Linked DNA regions of Sus scrofa: region 2 is linked to region 1. The links are chromatin contacts, called in public HiChIP or PLAC-seq maps. All regions are on one chromosome and are shown on one strand. Each heading gives the region's core, a stretch centred on a gene start, on an enhancer-like site or on the middle of the called end of the contact. The rest is flanking DNA. Distances are from core to core; before and after follow the strand shown.

Region 1 (3,694 bases), core at 301-2,800:
CTTTATCCAGAATGACCGAGCAGCAGAGTGTAATATTGTGGTAACTCAGGTAAGTAGCAAGCCAGCTTATGATGTACCTGGTGTGGATAGCTTTTGAGAGGTGGGAATGCCTAGATGCCAGACCATCACTAATTCTTTGGCCAGCTCCCTTTTGTAGCTACATAAAGTTCTGCAAGTTGCAGAGCATTAGGCCCTTTAAAATTAAAAAAAAAAAAAAAAAAAAGGAAAAAAAGGTATGAAAAGAATTTAAGTCTTGTGTTGATCTCCAGTATCCTTCACAGATTCCTCAGCTAAATTGGGACTGTGGAGGATTATGTCTGAGCTAGAGGGAGTCTGTGGGCCTTGAATTAAACAAAACTGAGACTACTTCCCCCTTAAGTTCACACCCAAACCTTGGTTCTCTCAATCTTAGCACCTTAATATTCAGTAAAAACCAGTCAGAGGAAGAGTAGCCAAGCCAGCAAAACAGATATGACTAGCTGAATGCTTACTGTATATTGGGTTCTATTTTAAACAGTTGATTTTTTTTTAACTCATTTGAAGTTTATGACTTAAGTTGTAAGTACTGTATTATTTAGTATTTCTCTTTCAGTAACCTAGAGCACAAAGAGATTTAAAAATTGTCCAAAGTTAATACAGAAAGTGGTTGAAACTAGAATTCATAACTAAACAATTTGCCTTCATTCTTTTTCCTTTTGGCTACTACTGCAGTGCCTGAAAGTTTGTCCCAGTACTTAGGAAAGATCTGATTAGCTCTTCCAAGTCTTCTTAGGTTAAAGTAGGTCTTGTCAGCTCTTAACACCATACTTCTAGCACTTGGAAGGAGAGCATTGCAAGTAGCTAGATACCACCTCTCAGGCTGGCTCAGACCTTGATTGACTTAGGGATTTAACATGTCCGAAATGGAGGTATGCCTTAAAATTGGCTTCTGCATTTTATAGGAGAGTTGGATTTTGTGGCCTCAATGACTGAAGAGTGAACATAGCATTTAAAATTGATGATATCATAAGCTTGAAAAAATATGGTAGGGCTTTGTTTCTCTGGGATATGGCCTTTGGCTTTCTACATCTCAGAATGTTCCTGATTGCCCTTCTCACACCTAAAACTGGCTATGAATTCTTTGCCTGACAGCAGAAGTTCCAGCCCCAAGTACAATAAAAATACCCTTGCTCTTTAACACTTATCTGACCTTTTCAGGAGATATGTTTTTAGGAAGGCACCCATTTAACAGAAGAACTTTGAGCTCTGTTCTGCTCTTCCTCTTTAACTGCTGCTCTCCACTTTTAAACTCAAACAGTTTTGCCATATTGACAAAAAATGCAGAATTCAGCAAATAAGCTGATCTATGTTCTTAATCAAAAGTTATTTGCTTGTCATGAGTGGGAAGAAAACTAACTCCTGCAAAAGTGAGAAGTGTAGGTTCTTTTGTTTGGTTTTTTTGGTTGTTGTGTTTGTTTTGCTTTTTTGGGGGGTGGGGGAGTTGGCCATGCCTGTCACACGTGGAAGTTCCCAGGCTAGGGATCAAATCCACGCCACAGCAATGACAGTGCTAGATCCTTAGCCTGCTGAGTCACCAGGGAACTCCAAGTGAGAAGTGTTTTTTTTCAGTTCCTATTTAATTTATCAAGGCCAAGTTGTTCTAGGAAAAAAAATGGCTTTTATTCTAGATAAAAATGGGTTTTGTATTTCGGTCTTCAGCTTTGTATAATTTGCATAATAACTGTCCTTTCCCAGATAATTTGGACGTTTCCATTGGCTTCCATTTGTAAAAGGAATAGATTTCTGTACGTAGGTTGTAACAGATATAAGTGCAGTGAAGTCACAGGGTAGAATGGTGGATCAAAGATTTTACTTCTATTGCATAGAAAACAGCTCTCACTTATCCACTATATTTGTTTTTTCTTTCTTTTTTTTTTTTTTTTTTTTTTTTGGTCTTTTTTTGCTATTTCTTTGGGCCGCTCCCGCAGCACATGGAGGTTCCCAGGCTAGGGGTCCAATCGGAGCTGCAGCCACTGGCCTACGCCAGAGCCACAGCAACGCAGGATCCAAGCCATGTCTGCAACCTACACCACAGCTCACGGCAACGCTGGATCCTTAACCCACTGAGCAAGGGCAGGGACCGAACCCGCAACCTCACGGTTCCTAGTCGGATTCGTTAACCACTGCGCCACAATGGGAACTCCCTATCCACTATATTTGTATTCTTTCATAAAGTAATAGACTTAATGGAGTTGGAATATACTTCAGAGAACTCTTCCATCTTCCTTCTCAGTGTGGAAAGTTTATGAGGTGATCACCTAACTGCTGCTTGAAAATTTCCAGTGGTTTAGAGATGTAGCCTGTGTCTTCTGATTTCAGTTGAATGACTGGACTGTCTTACTAGATCCGCATCCTATGGCTTCCATGTTTTTTGTCCTAATGGTATCCCAAATCAGTCTGATACCTCTTACTGTAAAAAGTCTTGTAGAGTATCCTAGTATATCCCCTTTGTCTTATGAACAACTATGGTTCAGCTGTGAAGATAAGGTCTAAAATTGTTAACCATAGAGTATCAACATTCTACTTGGAAAAGCTGTAGGGCTGAGCAAACTGGTGGTCATTGTAGAATACAGTTTTTAGTATTTTAATTTTTATGCAGTAATTCTATTAAGACAATCTGAGATAACAGTAGTTTTTATAGTAATATCACTGTTGTATCAATTCTCCTTTGTCCTCCACCTAGTCATTTATAGGAGAAACTACATGAAGTTTATTACCAAAGTTTTCTGTGTGCTTGGATTAAATGTGTTATTTCAAGTCATAGAGCACAAGTTGAGAGTTACTAATGGACTAGAATAAAACAGAATGAGTAGCTCATGGTTAACTCCTAACCTTAGTATCAGCCTTGGTGTAAATTCTGTACCACACACACTGTATGCTTTTTGTGCCTTCATGCTCTTCATACACAAGCCACTTAAGCTTATGTAAGTGTACCACAGTTGAAAATAGGAAGTATTTTCTGACCTTAAAGATGAGAGAGGTGAATTATAATTGCTAGGATGCCAGTCAAGCATGTTTCTCTGAATATTTTGGCAGTCTTGCACACACTCTAAGGTGCCTTCATTCAAGAATATAGCTGTCCCTCGTGTAAAATAAACTCAGAACCTAGAAAATAGAGGATATGTTAAAAAAAAATGGCTTGATATGTTTTATGGTATCTGGTGCCTAGAAATCTTGTGTTTTATTGCAGCCTAGTTCATTACCATGTATTTAAATACCCAAATGAGAAATAGGTACAAAGTTCTGAAACTTGTATTCTTTCAGTTAGAGAGCTCTAAGATAAGAGAAATTGTACTTCTGGATAAATGTCAAAGGGGTCCAAAAGATGCAGATTTTAGAACACTGCAGAACACTTTGAGACAGGTCTTTAGCTGCCTGTGCTATGGAAGGTTTTACCTGTAATATTAGCTATTGTGATAAGGTAAACAGAATTGTGAAGAGGTAATCACTTAAAACTACTACTATAGGTGGACTCCAGAGTAATAAGATTCTGCAGAACAAATGAGAGCAGATGAAAATGTAGTGAAAGTATAAAGTAAAGCTCATATACTGTAGGATAATTTGAAGTATTCTGTTCGGTTGACCTAACTTCTCTTGCTTCTGTCACCACTGTTTGTGTGTGTGTGTGTTTATTTGTTTTTAAGGGCTGCACCTG
Region 2 (3,694 bases), core at 167-2,666, 590 kb after region 1:
TTGGGTCTTCATGGTGTCTTATTTTGTATTGTGAGTTCTGCACGTGTTAGAAAGAATGGTTATAGAATCAAAATATTTCTAATTCTGTAACTTTAGTCAAATCACTTGATATTTCTGTTGCTTTCATATCCTCATCTGAAAAGAATGGAGTTTCATGCCTACATACTTTATTGCTACTAGTTTATCACAAGGATAAAGTGAGACAGATGTCTCAAATAACCCAGGAAATGAAGTTTATTACAAATATAGAACATTCTAATGGCTTATCTCTACCTTTCTTCTCCTTATTTTATGTACCTGTCTTGCTTATTTAGCTGTAAGCTCTTAAAGACACATTTTCTTACTCATTTTCATGTCTCTATTGTTTACCATGCTGTGTAATACAGTAACCAAATATTTGAATGAATATGTTTGTAAGTAAATATTTGAATGAATGAGAATAGAATGTGAAGAACTGTCTGGGGCCAAGAATGAAACCTTGATGGGATTGAGGTGGGAGGAGAAAAGCCTTTAAATGAAGGACACTGAAAATAAATGATTGGCAGGATAAAAAGAACTAGAAGAGCTATCAACCATAATATCAGCTGGGTTTTTTTGTTGTTGTTTTGGTGTTTTTGTTGTTTTGGTTTGTGTGTGTGTGTGTGTGTGTCTTTTTAGGGCCACACCTGTGGCATGTGGAGGTTCCCAGGCTAGGGGTCAAATCGGAGCTATAGCCACTTGCCTATGCCACAGCCACAGCCACAGCAACACCAGATCGGAGCCATGTCTGTGACCGGCACCACAGCTCACGGCACCACCAGATCCTTACACTGAGCGAGGCCAGGGATCGAACCTGCGTCCTCTTGGATACTAGTCAGATTTGTTTCCCCTGAGCCATGACCACGACGGGAACTCCAGTATCAGCAGTTTTAAGTGTAGCAGAGAGACCCAATAGGAAGATGTTAGAAAGTGTCCATTGTATTTGCTTACTTATAACCAGTTGTCATGTAGACAGCAGTTTTAGAGTGGTTGTGGATTGTGGGATGGGTAGAGGAGGGATTGTGTGGAAGCCAGATCATAGTGGACTAAGGAGTGAATAGGAACTGAGAAAGCAAGTGTGATACAAGTGGACTCCTTTGAAGGAATTTTGAGAAGGAGAGACATTATAAGGTTGCTGGAGGAAAAATCTAGAGTCAAGGAAAATTGCTTTGGTTCTGTGGGGTCTTTTAATATAATAATAATTATTATTATTTGTTTTCTGTGGGCAATACTTTATAGGCCACAGCAAAGAAGCATGAGAAGTTGAAAGCAGATTTAACTAATGAGGTTGACAGGCAGGAGGCAGAAAAGAATAAAACAGGCATGCTCAGACAGAGAAGTTATCTTTGACCAGAAGGAGGAACTGTCTCATACTATAAGACGAGAGATGAAAGGAGGAAGGAGTGGGTGGTCTACTAATGTCACAAGTCCCTTCCAGGTCTGTAATACCAATAGACGTCTTTACTGTATGCAAAGCACAAACTGACCTTGGGCTTAAGAAAATAAATCTCAGGAAATTCCCGAAGTCTGCCAAATATGCTGATGTGTTTAGTAAAATTTGTAACCAACCAATCTTTAGTGGTTTTTCTGTGTTTCTAAGAGGGATCGATAGATAGGTAAGTTTCATGGAGTTTCTTGCTGAATGAGTCTGCATACCCTATTCAGGTAAAGTCTATTTATTTATTTATTTTTATTTTTTTGCTTTTCAGGGCCACACTTGTGGCATACGGAAGTTCCCCGGCTAGAGGTCAAATCAGAGCTACTGCTGCCAGCCCACGCCACAGCCACACGCGGGATCAAGCCATGTCTGTGACCTAACACCACAGCTCACGGCAGTGCCCAATCCTTAACCCACTGATTGAGGCCAGGGATCACACCTGCATCCCCATGAATACTAGTCAGGTTCGTAACCCACTAAACCACAACAGAACTCCTAAAATCTTTTTTTTGAAATGCTGATGTTCCTTTTAGATGTACACCCTAGATTGCTTTAACACTTGAGAAATCAAAATACATGATTTGTAATAAATGTTACTAGTTATCCTATAAAATTGGCAGGTCTCAGCAGTATGTGATATTAGTTACACATGTTAAAGTATACAAGTTACTGTTAGAGCACTTCTGACTTAGCAGTTCTGACTTAATACTAAGTCTTGCTCATGTTTTCCTTTTAGTTATTACAAGAACTGTGTACAGTGTTTAATGTAGATTTACCATGCCGTGTAAAGTCTTCCCAATTGGGAATTATCAGCAATAAACAGACGCATACCAGCGCCATAGTGAAGCCACAGTCCAGCTCCTGTTCCTATATCTGCCAGCACTGCCTCGTCCACCTTGGAGACATTGGTGAGCCTTTGGTTTGAAGGAATTGATAATGCATTTATGCTTTTTATGGAGTAATCATAGAAAGAAATTCTTTTTCTTTGATCATGCACACACAACTTAGATTGCCGTAAGAGGAAACTATAAAATGTATTTTAAGTTGCTTAGATTTTCTGAATGCTTTGCCATTGGCAAAAGATCATGGAGGAAGTAACTTTCATATCAGATTTAAATTTTTTTCAGACTCTATGCAGATGTAGGCAAATAATAAATAGCAACAATGTAATCAAAGCTCAGTTTTTCTAAGTTGGTGCCATAATATTTTCTAAATTAAAAATCTGTACTCTTGGAATTGTGGGTTTTATAAAATTGCTCCTTTTGAAATTAGATTGCCTTCTTTTCTTCTTACCAGTGCAGTAAAAGGTCATTTTTAATTGTTTCCTTTTTACTGTGGAGTTTGTATTTCTGTGTTACGTATTTTATCTGGGAATGTTATATAACTCATTTATTTTGTTCATTCCTTTAAAAAGGTGACCTAAATGGTTATAAAACAAATTAACTATAGGATTTTGTTGTCCTCCAATAACAAGGAATGGAGAATATTACTGCTTTAAATTTAAAGATCCTGGATGTCTTGATGTCGTTGACATCATTGACTCTGTGAGAGGTCACATCAAAGTTAGCACCAGTTTCCACAGGGAGATTTAGTGAGTAGTACGTTTAGATTGCTTTTGCTTTCAGTATATTCTTTGCGCACAAATAATATTGCAATAGGTATGAGGCATTTTTCAAAATCACTTTCTAAGATATTGAAGAAATAGATAAATTTCAGATCTTATTATATAGTGTTTGTTGTTTTGTTTTGTTTTTAAGTGCCATATAACTCACCCCTTCTTGTGGGCCGGCTCCAGGTCACCAGCATAGTCCATAGTGGGAGCTGGTGATGCATGACACTGGAGGACCTGAAAATGGGGGCTAGGTAAGCTTTAAAATTGGTTACATGCTGAATGTCCCAAATAGAGAAGGCTGGATGGACACGTCACACATAATCCTATAGTTAATTTGTTTTAAAATATTTTCTATCTTTAATCATCTTAATCTAATTTTAACATGTTTATTAACTTTGAATTTTTAAACTGTATCTGTTTTAGAAATATTACCTTAATGGTTGTTTTTTCTGTCTGTTTGTCGAAAGTAAGCTTTGTTTTTCCTTCTCTCAGCTCGATACAGAAACCAGACCAGCCAGGCAGAGTCCTACTATAGGCATGCAGCTCAGCTTGTCCCTTCGAATGGTGAGTGGGATATGTCAGCTGGTGGTAGATTATGACACTGTATTGTGGACAGAAATATGGAA

Evidence for each region. HiChIP or PLAC-seq counts read pairs in DNA pulled down with a chosen protein or histone mark.
Region 2: a contact with region 1 is called in an H3K27ac HiChIP or PLAC-seq map of alveolar macrophages. The contact joins two enhancer-like sites. A contact is called at or near these places in 2 of 5 promoter capture datasets (fetal skeletal muscle and liver) and 2 of 2 datasets of contacts at active chromatin or transcription factors (alveolar macrophages and skeletal muscle).

The regions. Positions count from the first base shown.
Region 1 is chr9:124,157,786-124,161,479 of Sscrofa11.1, forward strand. It overlaps DHX9 (ATP-dependent RNA helicase A), which reads left to right. Exons shown (of 28, transcript XM_021063778.1): 12 at 1-49. Among named protein-coding and RNA genes, the nearest start is that of DHX9, 18 kb to the left of the region's middle. Within about 2 kb of position 1,551, at least 2 of the 83 cell types and tissues checked have an H3K27ac peak or open chromatin away from gene starts, as enhancers often do. A contact at or near this core is called in alveolar macrophages, where this site is marked.
Region 2 is chr9:124,743,830-124,747,523 of Sscrofa11.1, forward strand. SMG7 (protein SMG7) reads left to right here. Exons shown (of 22, transcript XM_021063792.1): 5 at 2,193-2,364; 6 at 3,561-3,632. Among named protein-coding and RNA genes, the nearest start is that of NMNAT2, 48 kb to the left of the region's middle. Within about 2 kb of position 1,417, at least 1 of the 83 cell types and tissues checked has an H3K27ac peak or open chromatin away from gene starts, as enhancers often do. A contact at or near this core is called in alveolar macrophages, where this site is marked.